Linked DNA regions of Hordeum vulgare: region 2 is linked to region 1. The links are chromatin contacts, called in public Hi-C maps. All regions are on one chromosome and are shown on one strand. The core of a region is the stretch at or near the end of the contact, and the rest is flanking DNA. Distances in the headings are between cores, read along the strand shown.

What was found. A called contact is a pair of places that touch in the nucleus more often than the background predicts.
Region 2: a Hi-C map of seedling shows a contact between it and region 1, with 4 times the contacts expected there. The contact joins the promoter of LOC123452593 here to the enhancer-like site in region 1. A contact is called at or near these places in 4 of 6 Hi-C or Micro-C datasets (leaf and seedling) and 1 of 1 datasets of contacts at active chromatin or transcription factors (embryo).

The regions. Positions count from the first base shown.
Region 1 is chr5H:396,846,690-396,854,323 of MorexV3_pseudomolecules_assembly, forward strand. It overlaps the pseudogene LOC123396764. Among protein-coding and RNA genes, the nearest start is that of LOC123398290, 24 kb to the left of the region's middle. Within about 2 kb of position 3,197, at least 3 of the 3 cell types and tissues checked have open chromatin away from gene starts, as enhancers often do. A contact at or near this core is called in leaf and seedling, where this site is marked.
Region 2 is chr5H:397,157,310-397,164,943 of MorexV3_pseudomolecules_assembly, forward strand. LOC123452593 (protein transport protein Sec61 subunit alpha-like) reads left to right here and starts at 4,344. Exons shown (of 7, transcript XM_045129272.1): 1 at 4,344-4,490; 2 at 5,403-5,750; 3 at 5,945-6,172; 4 at 6,261-6,615; 5 at 6,708-6,832; 6 at 6,960-7,095. The coding sequence starts at 5,407.

The DNA of each region.
Region 1 (7,634 bases), core at 1,947-4,446:
ACACCCTGTCAACCATACAATAAGATCGGGAGCTCAAATACTCACACATTCATTTGAAAATGATAAAGTGCGATACTAGAAAAAGAATGTACCTCTAAAGCCATGACACTTAGAATCTGAACTACAGTTTCCCAAAGGTGAAAGAATTTGGAGGATTCTTACATTAGAAGGACGCCCTACAAGGGAAACAACCATTCGGCCTCCTGGGACCAATTCTTTGGCTCTCAGCTCCAGGAAAAGCATGAAATCTTTCCTAAATAGCCGTGCATAAGCCTCACGGACCATAGGGAGTCTTTCACGCCTAGCATGCTCATCCATGTCATGTGCATGAATCTGGTTCATCGTCAGATTTTCGGGAGCCTGCGAGGATAAGGCTTTTCTTTTATAAATCAACAAGTAATGCAATAGATAGATCCATTGAAGGGTGATAAATTCACACCATGGAGAGCCAATGCAAGCTGTTGGACGAGCAGACAAGATGCAAGGAGTCACTAGTGAAGAGCCTCTCGTAAAACGACACCGGTGCGGCCGGTGCGACACCAGTCACAACTCACAACAACAGGCTTGTTGTTACTTTGACGGAGCATGACCAGGCTCTTCACCACCGTGTTGAAGTCATTGTCAGGAAGGTCATTGAGGAGCACACACACTTCTGGTGGTGGTTGCTGGAACTGAAGCCAGTGGTTGATGATGGCCTTGACGGCAGTCGATACCAGTGCTAGCGCATTTGGTCCCGAAGAGCAGCCCAAGTCCGCAATCAGCATTTTTTCGGGGAATAAGGTGCTTCTGCTGCCGCACAAGTCAATGATGTCCGCTTCTATCAGGGGCTTCATCCTGTTCTGCTGAGCGCTCTACATTCGATCGAGTTATAATTCGTCAGAATATCGAGTCTAATGTTTTAGCCAAGTGTCGTGCTTTTTAACCTCCCCGGCTCTTCTTTTAAATGTCAGTAACATAAGCTATATATATTGTGAACGAGTGCTTGACGAAACAGTATTGAAAAACCAAGTGTCAAGGACATATCAGCATCCCATAGAAACGGTATTAGTGAACTAATCGAGAGGGGAACATACCTGGATACTGGAGTTGTGTGCATAGCTTGTTTCCCCTTGTCCTTGATTCATATGCACCATCTGTTTCGAGGCTATGGCTTTGCTTAGAGCAAGGCTAAACACCAGATCTTGGATCTGCAGGAATCCAATTAGGATGACAACGCTTAAAACGTACTGGAAGTTCAATACTTCTTTTTTCTATGATCAACGGGATGTCTTTTCTGGGCTTCTGGCTGCTTATATTATCAGCAGCAATGGTAGGGTTAGCATGCTTTCTTATCTTCTATCTTCATACCAGACAATGGAAAGGCAGAAAGGTTGGCCAAATTCATATCAGGATATAATATTACCAACCTGTCACTCGCAGATTAGATTAGCAGGCTTGTTCTTCTGATTGGGTTACATTCTTTAGCATAGGATCCAGTGGAAAATAATCACCAAAAACAAAGATTTTAGTCCCAAACAAGTTGGGGTGGGATCCAGTGGAAAATAATCACCAAAAACAAAGATTTTAGTCCCAAACAAGTTGGGGTGGGATCCAGTGGAAAATAATAATACTAAAAACCTGTCACTAGCAGAGGCATTATTATTTTTAGATTAGCAGACTTGTTGTTCTGATCTGGTTAAATTGTTCAGCATGGAATCCAATGGAAGAAGAGATACATGTCAGACATTTTAAAGAAGAACAAAAGCAACCTTTCGTTTCAGAGTGGTGTAGATTTTTCATTTTATTTACAGTGACTGTGCACTTCTTATATTTACTGCCAATGCTGCTATAAAATATTTGAAATTGCAACTGGACACAAGCAATTCTACAACTAATGCACATACATCAAACAGCAAATAATGAACTGCCATCCAGCCTTCAAATAGTGATGCATCAGAAGTAAAAGAAAAATGGCAGAATATCATGACAAAACTTAGAAGCTTTTTGATATTTTTCACAGAACTATCATATGAAAAGTAGATTTTACACCCTAAAAACTTCAACGTCAAGCTTAATTCCATTGTGAGATAAAGAATAATACAAAAAAAAGAGAAGATTCCAGTCGACACACCATACTTGGGCATTTGGTCGAGCACCTTGTGAGCAGCGCCCAACCAGACGTTCACCCAATAGTACGTTGATAGGCAAGCCTGCAGCCTCGTAGGTAGGGCGCTTTCGCCTTGACCTAGCCCTCTATCCTCATACGTTCTCCTAAACTGCGGCGCAGAGGATCCCCGAGGGCCGAGGCCATATCGCACGCGCAGCAGAACTTCTTTGAGCACCATCGTAGTGTCTCGCCGGAGCACCTCCACGGTTCCACCGTGGGAATGGTGGGTGTCAGGCCCGCACCTTCAGTTATCAGTGTCTCTCTCTCCTTCAGCTAAGGGACGACTACGATTGAAGATGAACAAGTGATCCAACGGCTCGCGCGGCTCGCCGTTCTACCGAAACGTTATTATCGTTTCACTGTATCGTTTCGTTTTACCTGTAGCTGTCTGTGGCCAGCTGAGCTATATAGCCAGCACATGCCCGGCTCTGAGGAGGGCGAGCGGGGCGGCCACCCCGGGTCCGCAAAAACTAGGGGCCTCCCTGCCACGTGTGTGTCAGAACGGACGAAACCTAACACTAACTGTCGAACGCCGGAAACCCTATTTAGCATCACACGCGTTGGTTATAGGTAAAATTTGCTAACTGACACCTGCAGCGTTTCGCAATGGGTCAGCCCATGTAGAGAGCCTTCATGAAATTTTTTTAGTCCGTGAACTTTTTTAAAATCGGTAAAAAAAATTAAAAACGATGATTTTTTTTAGAAATCCATGAACATTTCTGAAAATCGATGAACATAATTTAAAATTCATGAACTCTTTTCAAAATCAGTAAACTGTTCTTAAAAATTGATGAACTTTTTTCAAAATCAATGATTTTTTTTCGAATTCTGTGAACTTTTTTGAAAATCCATGAACATATTAAAAAAATTGGTGAACCTTTTTTTAATAATAATTAAACTTTTTTGCAAATCAGAACTTTTTGAAATTATGTGAACTTTTTTGAAATTTTTAATGACCAACGCAATTTTACATGGGCCGACCCATGAGGAGGAGTGCTGCAGGCGCCGGTTTCCCTATCTGGCGCTGATAGGCGTCGAATAGGAGGACCCATCGAACGCCATTAGAGGAGCACAGAAAGTTGCCTGTGTCTTTGACGAGGAAGAAGGGTGAAGCCTTTTTCTTTAGCGATCTGGGCCTTGGGCCTTTTTTGTTTCTTTCTTATGGCGTTGGGTGGTTGTGGGCTCTATCTGATTGGGAAGAAAATGTGCTATTATAACCTGTTTTTTTTTCTAAAGTTAGCACACTAGTTTCAACATGGATTGTTCTAACAAAATTAGTTTCAACCCGAATTGGTGTTGGAATTATCCATTGATATGGATATTTTCATGTTTTCACATGAACTGGTGCTCAAATATATCACACTAATAATACCTACCAGTTCAAGAAATAAACTACCACACTATAAGTACTTAAAAGAAAAAGAGAAAACCTAAATGAGCCTGGACTAATTTATTTATTTTATCCCCCAAAAAATATGTAGTTTTAAAAGGTTCATTCTATGTTATAGATTGATGGCTGATAGTTCACCAACTTTATTTTGTGATGTATATTGATAATCTACATTGGGATTAATATGTTCGCATAGGCTAATTAGTTATTGTAGTTGTTATCTAGCTGATTGAAAAAAATTGTACAAAATTTTCTCCCCATACTATTAGTTTCACCATACTGAAAATTAAGTTTGGCCTTCATGGCGTGAGCATAATTTTGATTGCTAACTCGTAATGCAATTTGTCTGCATGTCCTATGCGACCCCTTTATGACTGCCAATAGGCCAACGTTTGATCTCCTATGCTCCGTGTGTGGATACTCTCGATCACCACTCCTCACCTGACCACAATGAGAGGTGAGTCATCGATAACTCGAGGGCATGATTTCAGAGATGGATAACTCAAATTATCATTGTTTTGTTACCATCATTGTTGAAAATTTATATATACAAAAAAAATAAGGGACCACATTCTAATTTTTCCCCAGGCCCCCAAAGTCTCAGGACCAGGCCTGAGCCAGCAGCACCCGTTTGTTATGGTATGGAATATTCTATGGATCAATCCACACAATCATACATCTTACAGAAATACAAACCCTAGCTCGACTACTTTCCCCTCCTCCCTCGCGAGATGTGAGTGATTTGTAGATGTTCCTCGTCTAGCCCCCCTCCGGGGTGTGACAATTGTTATCATGAATTTTACTGCCGAAAGTCGCCGTGATTTCCCATCCTTCCCTCCCTTTTCTCGGTGATGGCGGTGGCGTGGTAAAAGGCGACAGAGGAGTTCTGGCGGCATGGCAGCGGTAGACCCATTCGACGGCAGCCCCCCTGAGCGAGACTGGTTGTTTGAGCACACCACTCTCTCAGTAAAATCCTAGGTCAAGCGACGGGTGGTGTTGTTTCGCCGGTGCAATCGATGGCGGTGACAGGATTCGGTGACCAGATCGGATTCCCGACGATGTCCGACGGTAAAATTCCTCTCTGCACCACCAAATCGGGATAGGGCGTTCCAAAGCTAGCCTGGATGACTCGGATGTGGCCGGTCTGCTTGCTATGAAGGACGAATTCATGTAGCAACGTGAAGAAACGGCAGATCTGTGGGTTGAAATGGATGACCTATGGAAGGAAGTGCACAACATCAACATCAAACAAGACACCATGGTTTCGATGTTGGATGGAGTACAAAAAATAGTTTCCTCACTAACTTCATAGTTATCAACCATGGCTGAGGTGCTCAAATCTCTTCGACCTAGTGAAGCTTCCAGTTCAGCACAACAAGGCCAACCATCCATAAACCAAACGACTATCCCTCCTGCACAGCAACAACAGAAAGAAGTCACAACAGTGGACATAACACTTACTGAGGAAATGTGAAGGCATCTCCTTCTGGAACAAGAGAAAACTAGGCAGGTGGATTCACAAATCGCACCTCACCTACCACCAATTCAAGTACCTAAACCATTTCCCCCAGGCTTTGGAGCTGGCACTGCGGTGGAAATCCATTCAGGCAATGTCACCCCGACTACAGCATTCAAAACAGCCTGCAACCCAAGGTTCCACAGTTTCCACCCACCAGGCATTCGCCAAAACTCGGATGACTTCCAAAAGCAATACGATCAAGAGATGCAAACGCAATTCCTCAAGACCATCACCAAAGTCCCTCCTGTGTATTTCCCTCGTTTTGATGTTGATAACCCTGCTTGCTGGATTCACTAGTGTAGAAGTACTTCTAGATGGAAAGTGCACCTGCCGAATATAAAATCAATTCGGCACACCTATATGTAGCTGGCCTGGCTGATGTTTGGTTGCGTCGTTCTGGGATTTTGAAGAAGTAACTGACTTGGGCATAGTTTTGTGAAGAAATTTTGCACCGATTCTTATCAGCAAGTTCCTACGAATTAACTGACAAATTCAACAATCTAAAACAGGGCAATTTAACATTTTCAGAATACACTGATCAATTTGAAGAATTGATGGCAGAGGTACAAGCGGAAAACCCAATCATGGATGAAAAGTGGTTTGTGAGATGTTATGTCAATGGGTTGCGTTCGCAAATCAAGTTTCAAGTCAGGCCATTAAGACCTTCATACCTTACTGAAGCTTACTGGCTAGCCATTGATCTGGAAAAAGGAGTAGCTGAGAAGAAATCATACAACACCTACTCTGCTACCAACAAGAGCTCTGTTGAATATCAGATAACCTACACAACCTACCGTGAAAAACCAACAGGGTCCAAACCACCTGTTGTATATCAAAGAGCTAGAGAGCATGGCAAATGTTGGAGATGTGGGGATGCTTGGTTTCATGGACACAAATGTAAACTAGCCCCTGTCCTCAATGTCCTTACTAGGGAAGATCCAAATGAACAACCCAAAGAACCAGAGGAAATTGAAGAACAATATGTACAAGAGCAAGCACAACCAGAAGAGCATTGTATGACTATTTATGCAGAAATCGTGAGACCTGAGAATGTTAACACCATATCAATATTGGTCTAGATTGGGGGAAACAAGGCATTGCTCTGGTGGACTCGGGGAGTAACTCTACTTTCATCAGTCTCAAGTTTGCTCTGTCTACATCGTGCACAATTCTGAAAGACGCATCTAGAGTTGTCATAGTTGCTGGAGGGGGAACACTGTGGTATGGATCTTATGTCCCATCTACAACATTCATTGCAGGCAACACCAAATTTCAATAGTAGTTCAGAGTCATGGATCTCCGTGGGCATGACATGGTCCTAGGAAGTGATTGGATGTCCCAACACTGCTCTATCTCTTTCCATTACAACCCCCGACAAATCTCAGTGATGCTGGATAAACATACTCTTGTTACTATCAAAGCCCGTGAAACACTTTCACATGCCACTCCTATTGAGGCAGTTGAACTGGACAAGCTACTAGCACTAGGTGCTCCTGGTTACGTTCTCCACCTCATCAGAGACACCACAGTGAAAAAACCAGGCCAGCAAGAAATCCGACCCCCTCTGCAAGAAGTACTACAACAGTTTCCTGAAGTCTTCCAAGAACCAAAAGGATTACCCCCCAAGAGATCACATGATCACAAAATTTCCATGAAAGCAGAGGCAGTACCACCAAATTCCAGACCCTATAGAGTGCCTCACATGCATAGGAATGAATTGGAAAGACAGATTTACTCTGTGCTCAAAGATAAAATTATAAGAGCTAGTGAAACTCCCTACTCTTCTCGAGCAATCCTAGTCATGAAAGAAGATGGGACTTGGAGAATGTGCATTGATTACAGAAAACTGAATGCTGCCACTATGAAAAACAAGTTCCCAATCCCTGTGATTGAAGATCTATTGGATGAATTACATGGTGCAACTTACTTCACCAAATTGTACCTCAGATCTGGATATCATCAAGTGAGGGTGGATGAACATGATATACCCAAAACTGCTTTCCAAACATATTTTGGTCACTATGAATTTTTAGTGATGCCTTTTGGACTTGCTAATGCCCCTAACACCTTTCAGGACCTCATGAACAACATTTTTGACCCATACCTGAGGAAATTTGTGTTGGTCTTTTTTGATGATATCCTTATTTTTAGCAAGTCCCTCTATGAGCACTTGGAACACTTACAAATAGTTGTGCAACTTCTGAAAGAACATCAAATCTTTGTCAAGCATTCCAAGTGTGTTTTTGCTACTCAACAAGTAGACTACCTTCGCTATATCATCACTCGTGAAGGAGTCTCTACCAACCCCTCTAAAGTGACAGTAGTTGTTGATTGGCCACTTCCTATTGGGGAACGTAGCATAAATTCAAAAAATTTCCTACGCATATTCAGATCTTCCTATGGAGAGACCAACAACGAGAGAGGGGTGAGAGCATCTTCATACCTTTGAAGATCGCTAAGCGGAAGCGTTGCTAGAATGTGGTTGATGGAGTCGTACTCGCGGCGATTCAGATCGCGGTGTGATTCCGATCTAGTGCCGAGCCACGCCACCTCCGCGTTCAACACACGTGCAGCCCGGT
Region 2 (7,634 bases), core at 3,094-5,593, 310 kb after region 1:
AGTAGATTTCTCTATAATAGGTTCACTAGAAATTGGCAAAGTTGTATTCTTACTCTTCTTATTTTTCTTCTTAGGTGAACTATTATTAATTTTTTGAGAATCTTGTTCAATTCTTGTAGGATGACCCTCGGGATACAAAGGTTCAGTCATTCTACCACCTCTAGTCAATAATCTAATAACATGATGATTAAGTTTTTAGACATGTCCCTAAATAAATCATTTCGTGATCTAGCAATTTCTTCAAGATGAGTGTGAACCATAGAAGAATGTTTGCATATTCCTTTAACATCATTGGTAATTCTAAACAACATATCACTCAAGCATTCAATCATGGAATCATTCAATTTTAATTGATCGCTTATTTGCATATTAAAGTGTTATTATTTAACGATAAATCATCAAATCCGTTAAAGCATTGACTTGGATATTTATTATAAAGAATATCACCTTCATCAAACCTATAAAAATAGTTTACCTCTACTACATGTGTTGGAACGTTGATACCATGTATCTCTTCAATATGTGGTAGATTCTTAACATCTTCAGATTTAATACCTTTCTCCTTTATAGATTTCTTGGCTTCCTGCATATCTTCTAGACTAAGAAATATAATACCTCTTTTCTTCGGACTTGGCTTAAGAGGCGGTTCAAGAAGTGTCCAATAATCGACATATTTCAATAATTTGTTCAATAACTCCCGAGCTTGTTCAAATGTTGTTTCCTTGAAAACACAACCAACACAACTATCTAAGTAATCCCTACAAGCATCGATTAGTCCATTATAAAAGATATCAAGTATTTTAATTTTCTCAAGAGGATGATCACGCAAAACATTTCATAATTGGAGAAGCCTCCCCCAAGCTTGAGGGAGACATTCTTCCTCAAGTTGCACAAAGTTCAATATTTCCTGTAAGGCAGTTTGTTTCGCATGAGGAGGAAAATATTTTCACACTAGTAGTAACTCATATCCCGGGGACTACCCACACAACCAGGAGCAAGATTATTGAACCATATCTTAGCATCACCCTTTAATGAGAAAGTAAATAACTCAAGGATATAATAGTGACATATCTTTTCATCCTGGGTAAATAGGGTGGTAATTTACTTTACTAGTGATATGTGCAACAACTATTTCAGATTCATAACCATGAAAATGATTCGATTCCACCAGGGTAATGAGGTCAGGATCAAAGACAATTCATAATCCTTATTAGTGATACAAACATGAGAAGTTACAAACCTAGGGTCATATTTCATCATTTGGTTCATAGACTTTTCTTTAAGCCTATAAATTAATTCAACAACATTATCCCTATTCTCACAAGCAAGTATTTCTCTACAATTTCCTCATCAATAGTATAACCATGGGATACATCAAAGAATTTTGTTCTAATACGAGTACGAAGAGTAATAGGAGAATCATAATTGTCATCAAGTTCATTTTCAGTTTCTTTAGCTTTAGCAATATGCTTATCAAGTAATTCACCAAGTGGCACGGTAGTATTATCAAGCAGAGTAGAAGCATCGTCATGAGTATCATCAATAGCAGAAGCAATGTCTATTATTTGTGACATATCATATTGGATAATAGGTGTTGGTGTCACAAGTTGACTTAAAATAGATGGTGAATCAATGGTATATTTAATTGGGTATTCTTTATCTCCCCTTGTCCCAAAGGGCATGATCTTGGTCTTCTCGTATTTCCGATTATTCTTAGTGAATATAAATTGCAACACACAATCAACTCCCAAGTGAACTTAATAAATAAAGCTATGCTCCATAGCAACGACGCCATGCAATAGCCTTGATAACCCACAAGTATAGGGCAATGCAACAATCTTCGCGGGAAATATTTTACCTGAATTTATTGATTGGACATAAGGGGAGCCAAAAAATATTTATAAGCCTTAGCAGTTGAGTTGTCAATTCAACCACACCCGAGAAGCAAACTTCTGGCAGCAAGTTATCAGTAGCAAATCAATATGATAGTTTTGATACCAGTAGTAACAATAGCAACAACAATAACGATGCCAGTAGTAGCAGTTTTATAGTAACTGAAACAACAACAACAACAACAACAACAACAGTAGTGATTGAAGTAAGAGAACATTAGTAGAAAGTGTAGTCATAGAGTAGCGATGGATATTTGGATGAAATTCATAATGTAACTCACACAACCTAGAGCGACACAAAACTAGCTCCAATTCATCAATCGTATGTAGGCATATATTTCATATATAGTAATACATGCTTGCAATAAGAACTTGCATGTCATACTTTGTCCTACCCTCCCGTGGCAGCGGGGCCCTAATGGAAACTATAGGTAATTAAGGCCAAAAAGTAAATACATGAACTCCTTAAATTACGATTATCATCGAAGAGTATCCTAATTATTGTCCCCTTGGGGTACGATTCATAACAACAATAGGTGCATAGAACTTGCAAGATATGATCTAAAACTCACATATATTCACGAAAACATAACAGGTATATATCTAAAATCATTGCACTCGGACCCAATGACAAGCATTAAGCATAACAAAGTCATAACAACATCAATCTCAAAACATAGTAGAAACTATGGATCCAGCATAACAAGTTCACTTGATTACATGACGAATTTCACACATCTCCATCTACCTCAAGCATGCCTATAGTGAGATTACTCACTCCCATTGGTGAGCATCATGATGTTGTTCATGAAGAGCGGTTGCTGATGACAACGACGGTGATTTGCCCTCCGGAGCCCAGATAGGACTCCAAATCAGGTCTCCTAATGAAAAACATGAAGTGACGGTGGCTCCGTATCGTGGAACATGATGAAAATTTCTCTCTATTTTTCCTCTTGGGAAGACGGTATATGTAGAGGTGGAATTTGGTCAGTCGGTGGCTCGAGGGGCCGACAAGCTCACCGGTCGCGCCCTAGTGGGCTCCCCCTGAGCTTGTGGCTCTTTGTTGGGCCCCTCAGATAGTTTTTTGCACTAGTATTTTTTATATATTCCAAAACAATTCTTCACAAAATTTCGTCCAATTTCAAAAACTTTTGTTTCTATAAAAAACAATACCAAGGTAGTTCTGCTGAAAACATCGTTAGTCAGGGTTAGTTTCATTCAAATCATGTGAATTAGTGGCAAAAATAAGAGCAAAAGTGTTTAAAAAAATAGATACATTTAGGATGTATCACATACCAGCTTATCAACTTCCCTTTTAGAAGTAGAGATTACTCAAAATTATATTTGTGTTTCCGTCAAAGGCACCAGGATTATTTCGAAATGATTATGTAATCCCTAGACTTGCTAGTGCATCGGTCAGATCTATCTCCAAATGGTTCGTTCCTTCAGATGGATGGAAAAAACTAAACACTAAGGGCTCTTGGTCGCAGGATGGGAGGGTTAGAGCAGGAAGGGTAACGTGAGAAAAAAGAAACCCTATTACCTTCTCCTTTTGTCGGAAATTCTCACGGACACACAAGTGCGGGGTCACTCACATTTCAAGCCCCCTCGATACGCCTCACGATTCACGCAGTAGTTGGACCTCGTACAAAAGCACAATGAGCTTTAAGCTTCAATGATGAAACTTGCGATTTTTGCATCGAAACTGTCGAGTTTCAACCAGCCTGAGAGATATAATTTTAAGCATTTTTTTCTTCTCGTTCCTAGATAAAAACAATTGTTTTACCGCTCGCTTGTAGCACATTGTTAAAGACACAAAATATATTCAAAATGAATCTTACTTGGAAGCACTGTTCACGAAAAACACGAACTTATTTTGAATTTTTTGTTTAAAATATATAACTTTAGAAATCAAAAATCAAAATGAAAAAGACATCACCAGGGCATGAGTACTTCGCACTTGCGTTTTGTAGGGAGCCTTTGTCTAATAGAGATGCTATGGAAGCCGAGCTTCGTGCATGCATGGAGGGCGTCCCTCTATCGTTACAAAGAACCGACCTAGCTTCCTGTTTTACTGTGGTGAATTGGCTTCAAATTTAAAATGTTTTAAAAGCAGCCCCGGGCTAATTTGTAATTTGTTTCTCCGTGGAAGATGAGCAAAGTCCCCATATCTTGGATTCCATTTCATGTTTTCCTTTCCTTTCCTTTGCCACGGGACAAGTTGCGCCCGCCCGGAGACCGGTTCGCCCACTAGCACGCGACTCACGAGTCATTCCGGTCGACGTGGCCTCTCCGTCCTCGGTTCCACGTCACAGAGACCCATCATCCACCGCTCGTTCCAGATCAGACGGCTCCTCGCCCTCCCGCCCTCGCGCGGCCCCACCGCGCAGGGACCGTGACACCGCTCGCGTCGTCCCCATCCTCATCTCTCCCTCCAGATCTCTCAGTTCCCCGCTATTAATTACCCACCTCTCTCTTCCCTCCTCTCTCCCCGTAGCTCTCTCCTCGCCCCGCTCCGTCCTCCCCTCCTAGGGTTCGACGCCCTCGCCAGCCCGCGGCGAAGCCCCCGCCCACCTCGCCGGCGGCGTCCGCGGCCAGGTAAACCCGCTGCTCCCCTCCGGCACGCCCGGATCTCGATGCGATCCGGTGGCCCGGCCTTTCCCCCGATTCGCGTGCCGCTGCCGCAGATCTGTGTCGCATGTCGCCGTTTCCCGTCTGATCCGTGTCGAAGCCCGCGTAGCGATGCGCCGTGTGCGTGTGCGTGTGCGTGCCGAGGCGTGTTTGTTCATGCGGCTGGTTTACGTGCTAGGTAGGTTGGTGGGGCGTCCAGATCCATGCGAACCTCGGATTCTGAGACTGTTGCATGGCTGCGACGTTCGCCGTGGCCGTTAATTGCCGGCAAGTTTTAGGCCGATGGGAATGATGGACGGGGCCGTTTCGTCGGTGGATCTGGTGCATGATCCCAGGTTGCAGAGTTTCCTCTTCTGGTGCACTTGATATGGCTTTAAGCAAAGCGTTCGGGCAGCTGGCTGGTCACGTAGTTTAGAATGGACTCTAGCTAAATTCCTTCCGGATCCAAGCTGATGGACCCAATTAATGTTGCTAAAAAAATGTCTGAGCGGTCCAATTCGGTTACTTTCTGGATAGGCCGCCTGGTTTCATTTTTTGAACAGAATTGTAGCTGTCAAGTATTAATCAAAGTAGAAGTTTTTCATTTAATTGTGATGCATATGTGCAGCATCTTGTCTGGTTGCAAATCGATGCAGCTGAGCTAGAAATATGTGGGTTTTGATTTTACTCCTTTGTCTGCTTGTCAGTGTCTGGGTATGTTCATTTCTGTTTTGGCCAAATTGGTTCATCATCCTGATCCCAACCATGATAAAATGCGTCATGACTTGGGGATAAAATGCATGAAATGGGAATTGTTGTCAAGTTTACTTTGTTCTTTAATGTTTGAGTTTGCCATGTGCATTGTGAATAATGCTGATCTATTATCGTTTGTGGTCCCAGGAAGATGGCTGGCGGCTTTCGGGTGCTGCATCTGGTCAGGCCTTTCTTGGCTTTCTTGCCGGAAGTGCAGAGTGCTGATAGGAAAATACCATTTAGAGAAAAAGTGATCTACACCGTCATTTCTCTCTTCATTTTCCTCGTGTGCAGTCAGCTCCCGCTCTATGGCATCCATTCGACCACTGGAGCTGATCCTTTCTACTGGATGCGTGTTATTCTTGCATCAAACCGTGGTACTGTCATGGAGCTGGGTATTACCCCAATTGTGACATCTGGAATGGTTATGCAACTTCTAGTGGGATCCAAGATTATTGAAGTGGACAACAGTGTGAGAGAGGATCGTGCTCTGCTGTAAGTATTTGTGAAAATAGCAGAATCTTGTTGTTACTTTCCTTTCCAAAATTAATGTTCATAGGTACTGTGTTCATGGTGTCTTGCAAATGTAGTTTATCATTTGTGCAGTGAATGACCAGTGAAAATTGTAATGCTTGCTGATTCATATGTTCTCCAGTGATATTGTGTTGATGTTGTACTTGTTTACTCAGGAATGGTGCACAAAAGTTGCTGGGTATCCTGATTGCCATTGGGGAAGCTGTGGCATATGTTCTGTCTGGAATGTATGGCAGTGTGAGCCAACTTGGAACTGGAAATGCTATTCTCATCATACTTCAGCTTTTCTTTGCTGGCATCATTGTCATCTGTCTAGATGAACTTCTCCAGAAAGGCTATGGTTTGGGTTCTGGCATTTCTCTCTTCATTGCTACCAATATCTGGTAAGCATATTGTGCTTAGTTTTTGTTACTTGTTGATGTGCTGCTACACTGTTGCTAGTTGGCTTATAGTAAATTTGATCTTATGTAGTGAGAACATCATCTGGAAGGCATTTAGCCCCACCACCATCAACAGTGGACGTGGTGCTGAGTTTGAAGGGGCTGTCATTGCATTGTTCCATCTGTTGATTACTCGATCAGACAAAGTCCGTGCCCTACGAGAGGCTTTCTACCGTCAGAATCTGCCAAATGTGACCAATTTACTTGCTACTGTGTTGGTCTTTCTCATAGTTATCTATTTCCAAGGCTTCCGTGTTGTGCTCCCAGTGAGGTCAAAGAATGCTCGTGGGCAGCAAGGCTCGTACCCAATTAAGCTGTTCTACACTTCAAACATGCCCATCATTCTGCACTCTGCCCTGATTACCAACCTGTATTTCATATCCCAGGTACTTGCTTCTGTTCCAGAGTTGTAATTACTATAGTATGGTAAGCATTTGTATGCATGTTTAGGTCCTGAACATTTCAATTGTTGGTGCAGCTTCTCTACAGGAAGTACAGTGGCAATTTTCTGGTTAACCTTCTCGGTATATGGAAAGAATCTGAATATTCTGGCCATTCTATCCCTGTTGGTGGTCTTGCTTACTATGTAACTGCACCATCAAGGTGAATAATTGATCTCTTGTCTTTGCTTAGTCAAGAAATTACTGTTAATTATGGTTACCCTTTTATGGAAACTGCGGTATGTTAGTAAATACTGTTAATTATACTGACCCTTTTATGGAAACTGCAGTATGGCTGATATTCTGGCGAATCCGTTCCATGCATTGTTCTATGTGGTCTTCATGCTGTCAGCATGTGCTCTCTTCTCAAAAACATGGATTGAAGTCTCTGGTTCATCAGCCAAGGATGTCGCTAAGCAGCTGAAGGTAAAAACAATGCATATGCAGTATTTGTCTTGTCTGGCTACTCTTCCTTCTTACATATAGCATGTCTGGTTACTCTTCCTCCTTACATTTTGTGGAAAATATTGATTTCAATGTGCCAGAGTTCTATGTGTTCTCATGTATCGTAACAAGTTGTCCAATTTTGAAATTTATGCCTATTGAACACCAATGATTTGTACAACTGACCAAGCAATTCCATGCCTTTCATGAACTATTTAAACGTCAATTATTTTGGTAATGGATCCATTTAGAGAACATAATATCTTTGTCTTGAACTACTAGTTTGTTTCTCTTACGATCCTTGGAAACTCAAGCCTGATGTTTCGACATCAGTGCCTACAGTAGTCATAATTGTAATATAACTAGGTTGTTCTTTGTGGCGTCCTTGGAAACTCCAGCCTGATGTTGGGCTGTCAATGGTTACCCAGTAGTTATTTGGCTGTAATATGGAAGTGTTAAATTTGGGTGAGATCCATTAGCTGGTTTTGGTAATTACTCTTGCAAAAACTGTTTAGCAAGAG